2 separate regions of the Rattus norvegicus genome follow, and region 1 is linked to region 2. A link is a contact called in public Hi-C data. All regions are on one chromosome and are shown on one strand. Each heading gives the region's core, a stretch centred on a gene start, on an enhancer-like site or on the middle of the called end of the contact. The rest is flanking DNA. Distances are from core to core; before and after follow the strand shown. Region 1 holds the start of Ice1 (interactor of little elongation complex ELL subunit 1). Region 2 holds the start of Adamts16 (ADAM metallopeptidase with thrombospondin type 1 motif, 16).

What was found. A called contact is a pair of places that touch in the nucleus more often than the background predicts.
Region 1: a Hi-C map of kidney shows a contact between it and region 2, with 8 times the contacts expected there. The contact joins the promoter of Ice1 here to the promoter of Adamts16 in region 2. A contact is called at or near these places in 11 of 12 Hi-C or Micro-C datasets (the A7r5 cell line, Schwann cells, frontal cortex and 6 more) and 1 of 1 datasets of contacts at active chromatin or transcription factors (oligodendrocytes).

The regions. Positions count from the first base shown.
Region 1 is chr1:34,463,054-34,470,785 of GRCr8, reverse strand. Ice1 (interactor of little elongation complex ELL subunit 1) reads right to left here and starts at 1,947. Exons shown (of 19, transcript NM_001427643.1): 1 at 1,646-1,947. The coding sequence starts at 1,726.
Region 2 is chr1:34,256,466-34,264,215 of GRCr8, reverse strand. It overlaps Adamts16 (ADAM metallopeptidase with thrombospondin type 1 motif, 16), which reads right to left and starts at 5,317. Exons shown (of 23, transcript NM_001372015.2): 1 at 5,036-5,317; 2 at 4,823-4,925. The coding sequence starts at 5,095.

The DNA.
Region 1 (7,732 bases), core at 698-3,197, 210 kb before region 2:
GGTACTGCTGATTCAACAGGACAGGGACTCGTGGTGGGCAGTGTGTGGATGAAGCTCTGCAGAGGGCTGAGAGGCATGGGTCACACAGCTGTTTGTACAAATATACCTGCAGTGACTCACCACCTCATCCGGGGAAGCTCAAGCTCATACAACCAGGGCTCTTCTGGCTATTTTGACATCTGCAAATACTAAAGTCTACCCTGCCTCACGGGCCTTCATCTTCTTCACAAGCACACCAGGAATTACTTCGGGCCTCAAGGCATCCACTAGGATGTCTGGCTCCAAAGAAAATAATCAAAAGAACTCATACTCCTACAACCTTGCTCAAATATGATTTTTCCGAAGACCACAAAATCCCAGCCTCTTCAGGCCTGGTTCTTACCCACTCAAGCCCCTCCTATTTTTTGCCTGTTTGTTACCAATATGTTACTTCTAATATAACTTTCCTCTTCTCTTTACATATACATTTACATATAAACCAGTAGGATAACAAAAAAAAATTTGAGTGAATAGGCTCAAAACACAAATATGGTCCATTAAAGATGCATGCCATTCAGAACCTTGGAAAGGAAGGGGAGGGTTATAAGATGTCTACACGATGTAGCCTCGCTACAACATGGCTTGGTTCTCCATCTTCTCCATACAAGAGTGCCATATTTCCCATTTCCTATTCCCCAAACGACTAGAATATATGAATCGTCGCAGAGACATTGCACTTTACAATAAAAATCAGGTTTCCACAGATAACTACCTGGTCTGCATCCCTTATCTCACCAACCACAAGGCTTCCTTCCACAGGCTTTGCTCATCCAACACCAAGAAACCGTCCCACCTGTTAAAAACCGATATCCGGAGCTGCTTTTCAACATTCCAACTCCCACTGCCTCAACACCTCACCCAGGACCCTCTTACATTTTCCATCTAAAAGCCTGTCGAGTAGTACTTGTGCACGTTCGTTCATCTTATCCGTGTCCAGTTGGCTTACCAGAAAGTGAACAGTACTTAGAACACCAGGCAGAAAGGGGACGAACTGAACAGGGGCAAGGGCGAGTTCCCTTATGCCACTGACAATAATTGAACGGGACTTTAAGACAGAAAGCTGTGAGAGTCTCCAGAACTGAGCACTGGGGACTACTTCCATTGCATCAGTAAAGCCCAGAACCTATCTGCAATGATTCATTGTTAAGAACAGGGCATGCCACTGTAACAAACTAACCAGACCTACATATCTTCATTGGGACATTTTAATCAGACAACTAACATACTACTTAACAAAAGCTACGCTTGATGGTATATTAATAGATACGTGTAAGCTGAAATGTATCTTCCGAATCTTGAAGTCTAGCAAACCGGGAACGCAACATAAAACCCTTGCCTTCAAGCAACAAATAATTAGGAGTGCGAGGAGGCCTTCATCCCAGAGAGGATGATTCCCTCCGCACTTAGACAGCGTCACCCACCAACCCAATTCGGCCCTGCAAACCCCTGAGTCCCGCAGGCGAGAAGGAGCCCAGAAGAGCACGCTCACTGTCCCCCGCCAGCATCGCAGCAGCTGAACCAATTCTGGGTCTGAGATTAAACAAAGCACCCGCACCCGCACCCGCCCCCAAAACAACGCAAACCGGTCGGCCATGGATCCTCGCACCTGCTGCAGGGAGGCGCAGCCTTGACACCGCGCGAGGTCGGCTGGCCCGGGCGCCGCCGGGTGCGTTTCGCCGGGCATCATGGTGCTGCGGCCCGGCCTGCAGGGCGCGCGCTCAGGGGCCCGCTGCCTCGGCCCTGCTCCGCCGCCCGGGCCACCGCCAGCCTGGCCGCTTCCCGCCGGGCGCGGGCAGGTCCATGCGTGCACTGAGGTCCCCGTCGAGCCGGCCTAAGGCTCGGACCAGCGAAGCAGCTCAGAGCACTGAGGAGCGGCGCAGCCCGGAGGGCCTAAAGCGACGACAGCACACGAGGTCCCCGCCCCACCCGGCCCCGCCCCCATCAGGGCTGTCCGCAGCCCCGCCTGATTAAAAAGCCAACACGCAGCGGGACCGCACAAAGAGCAAATCCCTAGGACACACCCTGGAAGAGCTGAACAAGAGCCAGGTCCTGCCCTCACTAACTGTCTGTGCGCCCCTGTCAGCTGCCTCATTACAGGCCCTGTGTAGACATCTAAATCCCTTTAGCCTCCAAGGGGCGGGGTTTTGTGACGTCATTGTCATGCCTACTGCCAAGGGAGGACCCGAGCCTGGGTCTGCAGAGTGCAAGTTGCAGAGCTGAACTGTTCTCCCAGTAGTCAAGTAGGGAGCGGAAGAAAAACTACAATTCCCGGAATGCCTCGCGGCATCGGGGGCGAACACCCTCCTAGGCCATCCTCCAGGGCTCCGTGCTCTACAGCTAATGTGTGGGGTGTGTCTGCACATAGCACACGGAATAACTTCTTCGAGCGGTTTCCCAACCACGGTCACATTTCTGCTGGAGAGGTGAAAAGGCAAGATCCACATTCAGCCTTAACAGCAACTAGAAATCAGGGCTTGATCTCTGGTGGACCTCCTAACATTGTATCCACTACTCTCAGAAATGTTCTTTGTTGCCATCAGTATCTGTCTACTAGGAAGTTTCTGGCGGTTCCTGGTCTTCTGTTACAAAGTCCCAATCTCTGAAATTTCAACAATACTGTTGCATTTATTAAGAGGGCATCCAGACCTGTCGGTCCTGTGGCGATGATGTCTCGTGATGGAAAGTACACCTCAGACGCCTCGCACACTGTTCCTTTCTTCAAGCTATCTTCTTTGAGGTTGAAAAGACCAAACAGATACTCCAAAACAGCTGAACGTCTTGTCATTGTTGTTCACACCCAAGCAAGACAGGCCCATAACCTGACACACAGTCTGTGTAGACGGCCCAGGTTTCCTCAGAGGCTGGCAACAGAATGTGTAAGACTACAAGCAGAACATTGGGTTGGGGTTGAGGGTCAGAGCCAATCCCTGGTAACTAAAAAGTTAGGCCTGGCTGCCTAACCTCAACAGGCCAACTAAAGGACACAATTTATAGTTAAAAACAGAAAAACATATATCCAAAGTGATCACATTAGAAAGAAAAAGATCCAGTAACTACCTCCACCCTCAGCTGTGACTTCAAGTCCATCTTGAGAGTCATGACACAGGTTTAGGTTTAAGTGAAGAGCAGGAGGCATGTATAAGTAATCATGGTGTCTGTGGCCCTTCCTATCATAAATCCATCATTGTGTTGGCTCTAGTTTCTGTTGAAAGGCAAACTTTGACAAGCTGCCAAAACTTTGAGGAAAGTCTTTGTCTAGATATAGGCTTCTGTTCTGGTTGGTCCTTGGTTTCAACCATTTCCTTCTTCCAACATGGAATTCCTGTGGATACAAGGATCAGTGGTCTCACAGTGGGGTTGGGGCCCAGGACACTAGACTATCTCTCTTTCTTTATCTAGAATCAATCTCTCTCTCTCTCTCTCTCTCTCTCTCTCTCTCTCTTTCTCTCTCTTTCTTTCTGGGACAGTTAGAGAAGGGGAAGTGAGTAGATGCAGGAGAGAACAGTGTGCCTTGTGAAGCAAACCATGTCATCCATTAGGGACCAGGGAAATTGATGTTGACCCTGACAACTGTCCAGTTCTTACTTCTGACCCATACAGATTTATCTTCACAGTAATTTTATTTCCCATCAGGGTGGGTTTATTTTTATGTATTTATTTTTAATGCAAATTGCCTTAGCAGAGAAGAAACCTCCACCCTCTCACTCTAGTATATTCTGGCAAAACTGCAACACTGCATTGCAGGGGCCTGCAAAGCTGTGTTCTGCCGCAGCACACTTCCGGCACTTGTCTCTTTTCTGAAACGCTCTGCCTGCTAACTTAACTGTGTGGAAGTCCCACTGTCCCACTTGGCCTTCCAGGCTCCCCATTTATTCCTGCAATCCTGAGTCAACACCATCTTCCTTTTTTTTTTTTTTTTTGCTTCTTAATTTCAACTAGTTTTTCTTATTTTTATTTGTTAGGGTTTTTTTTTTTTCCAAGACAGGGTTTCTCTGTAGACTTGGTTGTCCTGGAACTTGCTCTGTAGCTAGGCTGGCCTCGACCTGGAGAGAAGATCTGCCTGCTTCTGCCTCCCAAGTGCTGGGAATAAAATGTAGACCACTAGCTAACTAATTTTGCAAATACTACAATTTAAATTGTGTGGTGCCATTTTTTTTAAACCACAAGTGAGCTTTTGACATTCTTTGATGGCTCTATCTATCTCGGAAGACAGATAAATAAAACTTGCTATGGTTCTTTCCCTCCCAAACACATGCGGTAGCTTATTTCCTTTTGCGTGCTAATACGAGAATAGGAATTCACACCCACACCATTAGGTGAGCATTTAGAAGTAGAAACTCAGGCAGACAAGAAGGATTAGGTAAGGTCATCAGTGTGAAGCCCCATGATGGGGTGCAGTAGCTTCAGAAAAGCAGAGGGAGACTGGAGGAGACACACAGGGGCACTCCCTGTCCCTTGCCTTGCAATTCCCTGCCTTGGGGACTCCCCAGAGTTAAGACCACTGCCGGGTGTTCTCTTTCAGCCTTAGGCCACTGCATCAGGGAACCCTAATCAATCTCTTCTTAAAAATCACTCAGTCTGTGGCATTTTGCAACGAGAAACACCAAACAAACTTAGATTTGTTCCAGGTGTGGAGGGGATTGCTAACAGCAAGCACCCAACAACATAGGCATGTCTGAAGTAAGTGATAGATTAAGCAGGAAGAACTTTGGAGGAACAGGAACCTAGGATGTTCCAATGGATCTTCTGGAATGTTCTCGGGGCCTCAGAATATGAGAGTAAGGAACTACTCTCAGGTGAAAAGGAGGAGCCTACTGGGAATTGGGGAAAGGTCGTCCTCACCCTGGTTACAACATCACCCTGGTTACAACATCACAAGCAACTTGGCCAGGGGCTTGTAGAGGACTCAACTGCAAAGTGAGTCACTAGGAGGACGTTCTAGATTTGCTAGAGGAGATTTCAAAGCAAAGCATTTAAGCAGAACCACGACTCATACTGGACTCATACTGACTACTTTCAGTTGGATTTACGGAGAGATTCTCCAGCAAAAGTGGTGGAAAATAGCAAAGCTTCAACCTATTTACATCTCTGCAGAGTGGCAGGAAGAGATTAAGATTAAAGGCGAATTGAGGAAGCACGCGCAGAATAAGCACCCAAATCCAAAGGGAGTGGTCAGGCTACAGAGCTAGTCTGCTCTGTAGACACAGCATCCTGCTGGGATGAGTCCTTTTAGAGAATGCGGCCAGAGAACCCTTGGCTTTACTGCCCAAGGCACCTTGGATTTGTTTTCTTGCATTCAGCAGGCAAAACACCCCACAGAAAAAGCAATGAGTGTTCAGTTGTTGCTGTTTAGGTGAAGAGACTTAGAGAAATACCTAAGATTAGATATGGCCATCACTGTGGTGCCCCTGAGATGATCATTTGTGTCTTTGGAAGGGGTGAGAGGCAGACCAGAGGAAGCATCTGCTTTCCTGATCCTCAGTGCCACACTAACTGCCTTGAGACTCTACAAGAAGGCTGTCGCCTGGGTTTAGGCTTCCAGAACCATAAACGGAGTAAACTTCTGTTTAAATTTTACCCAGTTGTTGTGTTGCATTGGCAACACGAAACAGCCTAAGACCTATCTCAGCCTGCTCTTAGGAAGAAAAGACAGTACTTTAAAAAGAACATCTAGGTAGGGGCATGACATGAGTTCTGATCTCCGGCATCCAAGCCAAAGACACTATGCAGCAGTGGGCATTTAGGAGGAAGAAACTGAAGGAGCTCTTGGCAATGCTGGTAGGTATTCTAGTAGGATCTAGAAACTTCAGATCCTGTGTGAGACTCAAAAGTGAAGCTGGAGAAAATGGAAGAAAGACCTAAGGTCAAATTCTGTCCTCTACACATGAGCACACTTGCAGATGCTCTTTCTCCCCACGGGCACACAGATACATGCCCAAATACACACAGGCAGAGACAGACAGACAGACAAAGAGAGAGAGACAAATAGAGACAGAGGCCAGAAAGAGGAGAAAAGGAGAAAAGGAAAGAGAGGGAGAAGGAGAGGGAGAGGGGGAGGGGGAGGGGAAGGGAGAGGGGAGAGAGAGAGAGAGAGAGAGAGAGAGAGAGAGAGAGAGAGAGAGAGAGAGACTATTTCCTCTTAGACTTTCAAGAACTGTGGTCCTTTGTCCATGCCCTCAGCCCTTCAGGGTACCTGTGTTCTATCCAGGGCACCAAGAGATTCCCGTGCTGTCCAGTCCCTCCAGCTCTCCAGCTGTTTGGAGAATCTACGTAAAGGCCTGCATTCTCACCTCACACCTTCACCGCCTCTAGACATCTGTAGCTTCTAGAAGCAACATGTCCAAAGTTGATCTGATTGGTAGGCAACTGGTTTCTTAACCGAGTGCCATGCCTCTCACTCAGTCAGGGTGGCAGACAGATTAGGTTCACAAACAAAGGAAAATTCATCATGGGAAGCTATTAGTTATTTGAGGTCACTGTGTTTTGCTTTATGAGAAGATATATTCATGGGCTGGGAGGGCTCCATTGCCAAAGTGCCTGCTGCACAATGCCCAGGCAAGAGGACCTGATTCTGATTCCCAGAGCCCACATTTAAAAGGCAAACAAACAAACGGAGATGAACTTGCGATGTTAGTGCTTGGGAAGCAATGAATGACAGATCCCTGAGACCTCCTGGACAGCCAGAATAGCTTGCCTGATGATTTCTAGGTCAGTGGGAGGCGCTGTCTCTAAACCAAGGTGAATGGCACTTGAAGAAAGACATTGGAACCTGTCATCGACTGCCGTGTGCATGCTCACATAGATGCATGTGCACCCTGACAAACACATACAAGGAAAGTAGTCTTTCATCTGATCAATCACCCAAAAGTGGGCTGAATTGTGTTACTAATTTTTTTTTTTTTTCCGGAGCTGGGGACCGAACCCAGGGCCTTGCGCTTCCTAGGCAAGCGCTCTACCACTGAGCTAAATCCCCAACCCCGTGTTACTAATTTAAAAACAAACAAACAAACAACAAAACAAACAACAACAACAACAAAAACAAAAACAACCACCCCTTAAAGTCTGCAGGCAGTTCTGTGATGTCTTCAGACACTGACTTTCTCCTTCTGAGAGGAAGTATTAGTATCTGGACACCAGGTGGCGATCTTTCCCCGTGTGTGTGTTTTAGAAATAGCCCCGTTCCACTATAGCCTTTAAGGTGCTCCTTATGGGAAGGGAGATGGCACTTGGGACTGTACACAGGGACAGGTTTTGTAGGCCTTGCCCTCCACCTGTCAGTCCACTCTGCCTGGTCCTATATCCGCTGTCCCCAGAGCCACAGTTGTCTGGAGCTCTGGCTTTCTCCTGTGACCCCAGGGTACCTGCGGCTCATGACGCAGCTTAGTGAAATATGTTTCTGTTTGTCCTGGCTATCAGGGCAGCTTCCAGGCCCCTTGCATCTGACCTATGGTATTATTTAGGTCTCTTGGCTGCCTGTTAGTGAATGATCCCCCTTTACCCTTTGTGATGTCTACAAACTAGAGAAAAGATGATTCTAGGGCTCTGAACTGCAAGTTAAGCTGATCTCTCAATTCCAACCCTTTCCTTGTGTTGTCTGCTTGGTGGACAGGTGTAGCTGCCTTGCAATAATGTATCACAACATGACTGAGTTCCTACCTCCACCTCCACTTGGTAAGCTTCATTCTGTGCCCAG
Region 2 (7,750 bases), core at 4,068-6,567:
TGTAGCAAAGAAAAGCAGTGTCTGGCATCAATAGTGGAGAGGCCCTTGGTTCTGTGAAGGCTCCTTTCCCCAGTGTAGGGGAATGCCAGGGTGTTCAGGTGGGAGTGGGTGAGTGGGAGGGGGAGCATCCTCATAGAAGAAGGGGGAAGAGGGATGGGAAGGGGGGACCTGGAAATAGGATATCATTTGAAACGTAAATACATAAAATATCCAATATAAAAAGCATAAGAAAGTTTACCAGGAAGATATAAACCTGAAAAAAGCACAGAAAATATGATATTCCACCTTGTTGTTTATTTAATTCAGAAATCATTGAACACACAGGAGGGAATGCAGACCAGAGTCACATGCCAGGATCCACAGATCACTACAGCGAAAAGCTCACATGCAGCACCCCTGAGCTACCATCAACTTGCCTGTTGCCCTGGTCTTCCTTTTGTCCAGCTGAGTTCTTGTGACATCATTGTGAGCCTATCCCTGGGTCAGGTCTTACCATTCTCTGATGTCTTGGTCTGAAGAGCATTCAACTAAGCCAACTTATAAAAAGTGAAAGACACCTCCAAGACTCTGTCAGGCTTATATGACTGAGAGTGCAGAATCTGCCCATACAGTACTCAGAGTCACCGCCCACCACAGTCGGCAGAACTAGGTTCCTGAGGTCTGCTGAGATTCTATGTATATTGAAATGGCTCTGCCATTCTGGAAAATCATCTTTTTATTGTTTAAGATGATGACCAGGTCTTTCCCCACTCATTACTACCATTTACAATATCTTCTCTTTGTCCACAATCCAGGGATGTCTCTTTCCAAGAGGTGGGAGTCAAGGGTTGCGCTTCTAGATCAGGGTCACAGCTGACTACTCAGCCATGTTATCAGCTGAGACCTGTGGCCAAGGTGACTTTTTCAAGGCCAAGGTTAATTTTTTTTTTTAGTTTGAGATTAGCTTGGTTCATGTCTTTGAAATATTTAATTAAGCGTGGAGTGTGTCCAGTTGTATATGAAGGTTGGGAGGGTTTTGTGCCTATATTTTTTTTTTCCTAATCGCTAAACACAACAGGCCAGCAAAGTGTCAGGCCTTTCTCTGAGCTTACAGTGAGGAGAAAGCCCATCACTTCAAACGGGGATTAGAGGGGTCTAACCTGACAGTCCAGCAGGCGATCCTTCGGACTGGAGACACAGCACATTTGGAGTTTTACCAACTCCAACATTCCAAACACAGGTGTCCTCTATGGATGACCAATACGCTCTTATATTTTGGGTTGTGAGCCTAGCCTTTAACGGCTGAGCCATCTCTCCAGCCCGACCAACAGGCTCTTAAGAGGTAGCTCTCCTAGATGCTTGGGAACCAGGGCACTTCTGACTCAGCATGTTCAGACTCTAGTTATGACTTGGTTATAGGTGAGTGATATCCAGGCAATTATCACCAATTTATTTTGGGAGGGCACTTGTCTGTCTGCTGCTAGTCCCTTCTGACAAACAATAGACAGATAAACTGGAAGCACAGACAGTGGCCATGGACATGCCACAAAAGCCATGTGGTTGGGTTTAGGAGAGTCAGGGAGGGTTGGAGATTAGAGGCAGGGCACCCTGATGGGTTTCTCTACTGCTGACCATCATGTCAGGGTGAGGATGGGAGGGCACCAAGACTTTGGGTACGGTGCCTGCCACATATCAGAGCTTAAGGCCAGGGCTTTTGCTACTGAGACCTCCTTCTTCTTCTAGTCCAAAGCTGGTGTGTTTTCCTCCAGTCCCAAGCCTAATCTATACACCTAGCCATACTGTACTGGGAACAGCTGGATGGATGGATGGGCAGCAGATAGAGATGCATCAGAGACCAGAGTAGGCAATTTAGCTTTGGTCGGGTAAGACACTCTGTCTTTTATAAGACGTTACATAGGATTATGGAGGATCAGACAACCTGATATATGGCAAAGGGGGCAGGGAAGCACAGCAGGACTCAACAAGTCTGAAGAGAGAATGTAGGTACATCTGTTGTCCTTTCATGGGTGCTTTGCAGTTTGCCAAAGCACTTTCCTTCACATGGCACTCTCTGCTCTGTGAGACAGGCAGGTTGCCTGGGGTATTGTTAGCTAGCACATCTGAATCCTCATGGGATTCAGTATCCCTTCTAGCTACTACCCCTTCCTTCGAGTATAGTGGAATAAAGACAAGAGGCACAAGTCATTGTTCTTAGCCTAATTAGTGAGCGTCGTTGTACGCAGAAAGATAATTGCAGCCATGTCATCCAGTCATACCAATCCTGGATATGTACTTACACAACACACAGTCAGCATACCACAGAGACTCTCAACAGTTTTCACAGTAGCCGAGTTATGTAATCAGCCTAGGTGATCACCTAGTCATCTGTTGATCAGATATGGAAAATGATAAGCGCAAAGACTGACAGGCAAACAGATACACACACACACACACACACACACACACACACACACACACACACACACACACACATTGGAGAAGGGGTAAATAGCCAAGTCATTTGCTTGCAGGAAAATGTATGTAACCATAGATCATCAATGTAAGTAAGTAAAATAAGACCCAGAAAAACAAATATAAACTGTTTCTTACTAGGGAGCTGACAGTTTGCACATGTGTGTAAAACATACTCATGTACAATATTTAAATTAGAAATGAGACTGCCTGGGGCAATGAACAAGAATGGAGGGAGGCAGAGGTGGTCAGTACCCTTAGCCTCTGAGCAATCTCTCTATCCCCCAGCTAAAAGCCTAAAGAATTTCTGAAGTTTGCCTTGAGATCTGGAAGCTCAAAGTTTTTAAAAAGCTTAAAATCTGTGCCATGCTCTTGCAGAAACCATGGATGTTATCACAATGACAAATATGGAAGAAAACCACTGAGGAAACAAGAAATAAAAGGCAATAAAAAGCCATCAAGATGTAAATCGATGCATTCGTGCTTGATAACTCAATTTATCTCAGTTTAGTTATCCATCATTGCCTCAAGGGGTCTGTGAGGCTCCCTTCCCTACTGCATAATTACTGCACAAATGCAGCAAAAACAGCCAAAACCCTTACAGTTCTCACCTTAGGTCAAACTCAAAACAGCTCAAAAGAGTTAATTAAAAAAATTACCAGGGGTTGGGGATTTAGCTCTGAGCTCTGGTAGAGTGCTTGCCTAGCAAGCGCAAGGCCCTGGGTTTGGTCCCCAGCTCCGAAAAAAAAAAAAAAAAAAAAAAAGAGAAAGAAAGAAAAAGAAAAAAAATTTACCTTGTATCATGGACATGAGCCATGCACAATATGCAGACCTGAAGGTCACATGTGCTCTGTCACACCTTGCCTCTGCTGCGTGACTGCTGTCCACTCTGCCTCTTTCTCTTTTGATAACCAGGAAGGGGCTACGGTATCTTGCCTCCACAAGTTAACACCAGCTTGCAAGAACTCACACCCTCTCTGCACACTAGGCAAGTGAGAGTCTCCCATGAAAGCACTGCCTCTGGGATCCAGGACCGAGACATTAGGCATGAGAAGCCTGCCTGTGGCCTTGGGCACTAAGCTTGTCTTCTCTTCCTGAATAGTGTTCTGTCTATAATGTTATCATCTTGGATAACACTTCATCAGTGCAATAGAAGTGTCCCAAGTGGGATGGCTGGGTTACTCAGCCTGCTCCATGCTGTCTGACAACCAGAGTTTGATCCCTGAACTCCCACAAGTTGTCCCGTGACCACAATGCCATGCACCCTACACACATAATAAATTAATGTACAAAATGCCACGAGTCCCTATGGGATTTTTCCGATTTTATTCTGAAAGCAGAGCAAAGTTCTAAGTTAGAGCATGGACACCTCCTGTGGGTCCTGATGTTTCGGGAATAGAAATAAGAGGAGTAGAAGCTGGTTGGAGATGCAGGTGACAGAGGGTGGACTTCAAACACAATCAGCCTTCCCTTGCAGAGGCTAAGTCACTGTACTGTTTGCGTCTGGCGCCCTCCAGTGGCACTCAGGTCGAGATTCATCTAACCCTTAACAATAAGAAGAATTCAGTTCTAAGTTTATCATGAGGAAGAAAGCGATAATGAAGATATCCGGAGTGTCAGTTCTTTAATTGTGTACATCTTCTGAAACTCTGCCGAGAAGATTAAACCTGGCTCGCCTCTGGTCGCCAATTCTCCTAACATTCTCAGGCTAATTCATCCCAAGACAGGACAGGGTGAGTAAAGTCCAGCCTTTGCTATGGACCCAGCTCGGAGTAGAGCCTCCTAGCAAGTGCGCTTGTTCGCTTTCTTGGTCATCAGCTGTCATTGCTAGGACACTTCACAGGGGACAGTCACTTGTGAATAATCACTGAGATGACTGTGCCTTGTAGAAGACTCCGATTCTAGTCCAAGGAGGTCCAGGACAGAACACTAATATTCCCCGGGATGTCCCCTGTGCTAGTGATATTAAGTGGCCTTTTGTTTCTTCCTGTGACAGTCAAAGGTGGAGAAGGCTGAAAGGCAAGAGGGGAGATGCTGGAGTGGGGACTACGTTGCTTAAGATAGATTTGGTGTATACATTAATGTTGCTTTCACTGTGTTAATATATAGAGTGACCTGGAGTCTCCCTACGCTCAGATATATCACCCCTTCTCCAATGTAACACTGGCTATTTTACCATTTTACTAGGAAATATGATACAGACATTGGTCGGAAGTTATTCGTGAGCGTGTGCTCAGAATGAAATGTAAAAGCAGGATGGTATCTTCAAAGCTTTTGGCGTCCTAAGCCCCAGGAGGCTTTTAGACCAGTGTAGAGGGGGTTGTGGCCGCTTACCTGTGAGGAACCGAGAGTTCCCACCACGCGAACTTACCGCTGGTTTCCAGCCAGTCCGACCCGGAGGAAGAGGGAGGATGAGGGTCTCCCAGGCGCTCAGTCGCTGCAGCTGCAGCTCCTAGGGCGCACGCAGGTGTTTGCTAGAAAAAAAAAAATGAGGACACCTCAGTAAAACGGCACTGCAGAGTTCGGCCGAGGGAGGAATGCACTTCCAGCCTTCAGAGACTATGCTGGCCCTAGCGCCACTCACCTGCTCACTGAGCTGCGCCAGCAACAGCACCCAGAGCGCAAAGCAACCGCGGGGTTCCATCCCTGTGTGCCCCGCGGGCTCACAGGACTCAGCTCAGTGGTCTAGATTGGGTCACTGGTGTTAGCAGTGTGCTAGGGTGCAGAGGATCGACCCGGCAAAATCGCAGGGGTTCCAGGCAGCGACTCCACCACACACATCGGAGTTATCACTGCAGCTTCGCTCTGCACCAGGGGGTGGAGTGGCAATGGTGGCGGGGGCGGCAGAGCACTCGCCTCAACCATGGGACAGCCGGGAGGAGGGTAGGGAAGGAGAGGGCAGGGCTAGGGAGGGCAAAGGAGAGGAGAGGGGAGGGGATAGAGGAGGGAGTAAAGCAGGGAGGAGGGGTACAAGGGGGAGGAGGGTCAGAGAGGAGTGGCAGGGAGAGGAGATGAAGCAGACCTGTGGTAAGCACTGGGCATCCTTCACACATATAACCCAGCAGGGGGGTGTTTTGTCCGCTTACCTGAGAACATGGGGTAGAGACAAGGTCAGTAGTATCTAACCATCCACTCTTGCTCTTTTGTGAAAACTCTCCTGGTGTGTTACTCCAAAGTCCTCTGCCAACTGCACTGCTGCAGTTCTGTGGGACGTCTCACCTAAGGGCAAAACGGAGAGCTGATATTAGCTCTACTCCATTCCTCCCCGTGCTACAGCCCCTCTGGCGCCCGCCTTTCCTTCTAGTGGGTGGTGTACTGGGAGGAGTGGATCTGCTTATGAATGAATGTGAATCCTTCATGGCCCGGGTGAATGGGGCAGGGCAGGGCAGGGCCGAGCAGGCTATTCGGAACCTGAGTTTCTTTCCCACACCTCTACTTTTGTATTAGACAGCAGTGACTGATTTCAGGTTCACTTTATCCTCTGGCTGGCCTGCTGGGAGAGTAGGTGTGCGATCGCTGGGTTCACAGGGTATCCTATTAGGAAGTGTAGGAGCCCCAACCTAGACCAGAACAGGTCCATCCAAGGCAACCAGTGAGTGCTCTTGCTCTAGGCCTGCATCCTGGCACATCATGGCCTCTGTATGTTTTTTAGTATGAGCATCTTTTGTGACCATCAATGACTGAGAGTGTCTTCCGCAGCATGGGTACAGGTACATACCGCACTGAGTACACAGGTAGGTGTTTCTGCAAGTGTAGCTGCCAATAACTGTCCATCCCAGCAGGTGCCCTCCACCCACGGTCTGTCTGTCTGTCTCAGGTCCCAGGCTCCCATGCAGCTGCCATTCTAGGGTCCTCCATTTGCAGCTGCACTAACCTTGCCTGGTTGCAAGGCCGAGAAGGGGGATGGCATGGCAGTAGTGGCTGCAGTTTTCAGGGTGCTCACCCCAGCCTACACTGAGCCCAGATGCCCCGGAATGGCTCTATATATGCCTAAAGTGTCAAACATCTCAGAAAGGATGGTGAAATCGAGATGAACTGATCTGCGTATTCATATCCACACCCCTCTCTTCTGTGCTCTCTCTCTCTCTCTCTCTCTCTCTCTCTCTCTCTCTCTCTCTCTCTCTCTCTCAGTTGTTCATATGGAAAATGTCTGCAAAGAGTACAGTTTTGTTGTCTATTGTTTCATTCTTTTACACTTTTACAATTCCATACACATAAACTATGTTCTTTTATTAAAGCTGCCCATTATCTCCTCTTAACCCCCTCTCTTTGCCCTCTCTTGTTTCCAAACATCTCCCTCCTCCTCCTTCTCTCTCTCTCTCTCTCTCTCTCTCTCTCTCTCTCTCTCTCTCACACACACACACACACACACACAGGTGTGCACAGAGAGAGACGGGGAGGGGGAGGGGAGAGGAGTGGGCAGGGGGAGGGGGAAGGGGGGAAGGAGAGGAGTTCATTAGGGCTTCCTGAATGACCATGGAGAGTAGTTATTGGAACAGGGGCAATGTACCAGTGGCTATGTCACTGAGAAAGATGGCTCCCTCACTCCTGCAACCTTTAACTATCTGTAGTCCCTACAGGAGGGTAGGGCCTGATAAGGCTTGTCTGTGATGGAACTCTAATGGGACGTTTTACAAAGGTTTCACACAAGCAGCCTCGGATGCTATGAGTTCACAATACCAATCTTTCAGGCAAGAATTACCCACCAGTCCAATAGTGGTGTGGCTGCTTGGGGGTTAGCCACAGGCTTTCTTGTTGGATTTTAGGCCCAATACATTGGAAAAAAATCATACCTGATACAATAACCTGGTCAAAGCTCAGCTGGGGATGTCAGAGGCCCTCTGAAGGAACCTGAGACAGTTACAAAGTATCCAACTGACTTTTAAATTGTTATTCTAATACCCATTGTCTTAGGGTTTTCTGTTGCTGTGATTAAAACACCATGAGGAAAATCAACTTGGAGAACAAAGTTTGTATTACATTTTGTATTACCTCATCCAGGGAAGTCAGGAAGGAACCTGGAGGTAGGAATTGGTGCAGAAGCTACAGAGGAGTGCTGCCCTGTTGAACTGTTCCTCATGGCTTGGTCAGCCTGGCCTTCTTAGTAACTAGAACTGTCAGCCTGGGAGTGGTGCAGCCTTCAGAACTGTTACTTCTCACATTAATCACCGATCAAGAAAATGTACCCCAGGCTTGCCCATAAGCCAATCTGGTAGAGGCATTTTCTCAGTTGAGAATCCCTCTTTCAGGTGAGTCCCATTTGTGTCATGTTGAGATTTAACCAGCCACTACAAACATG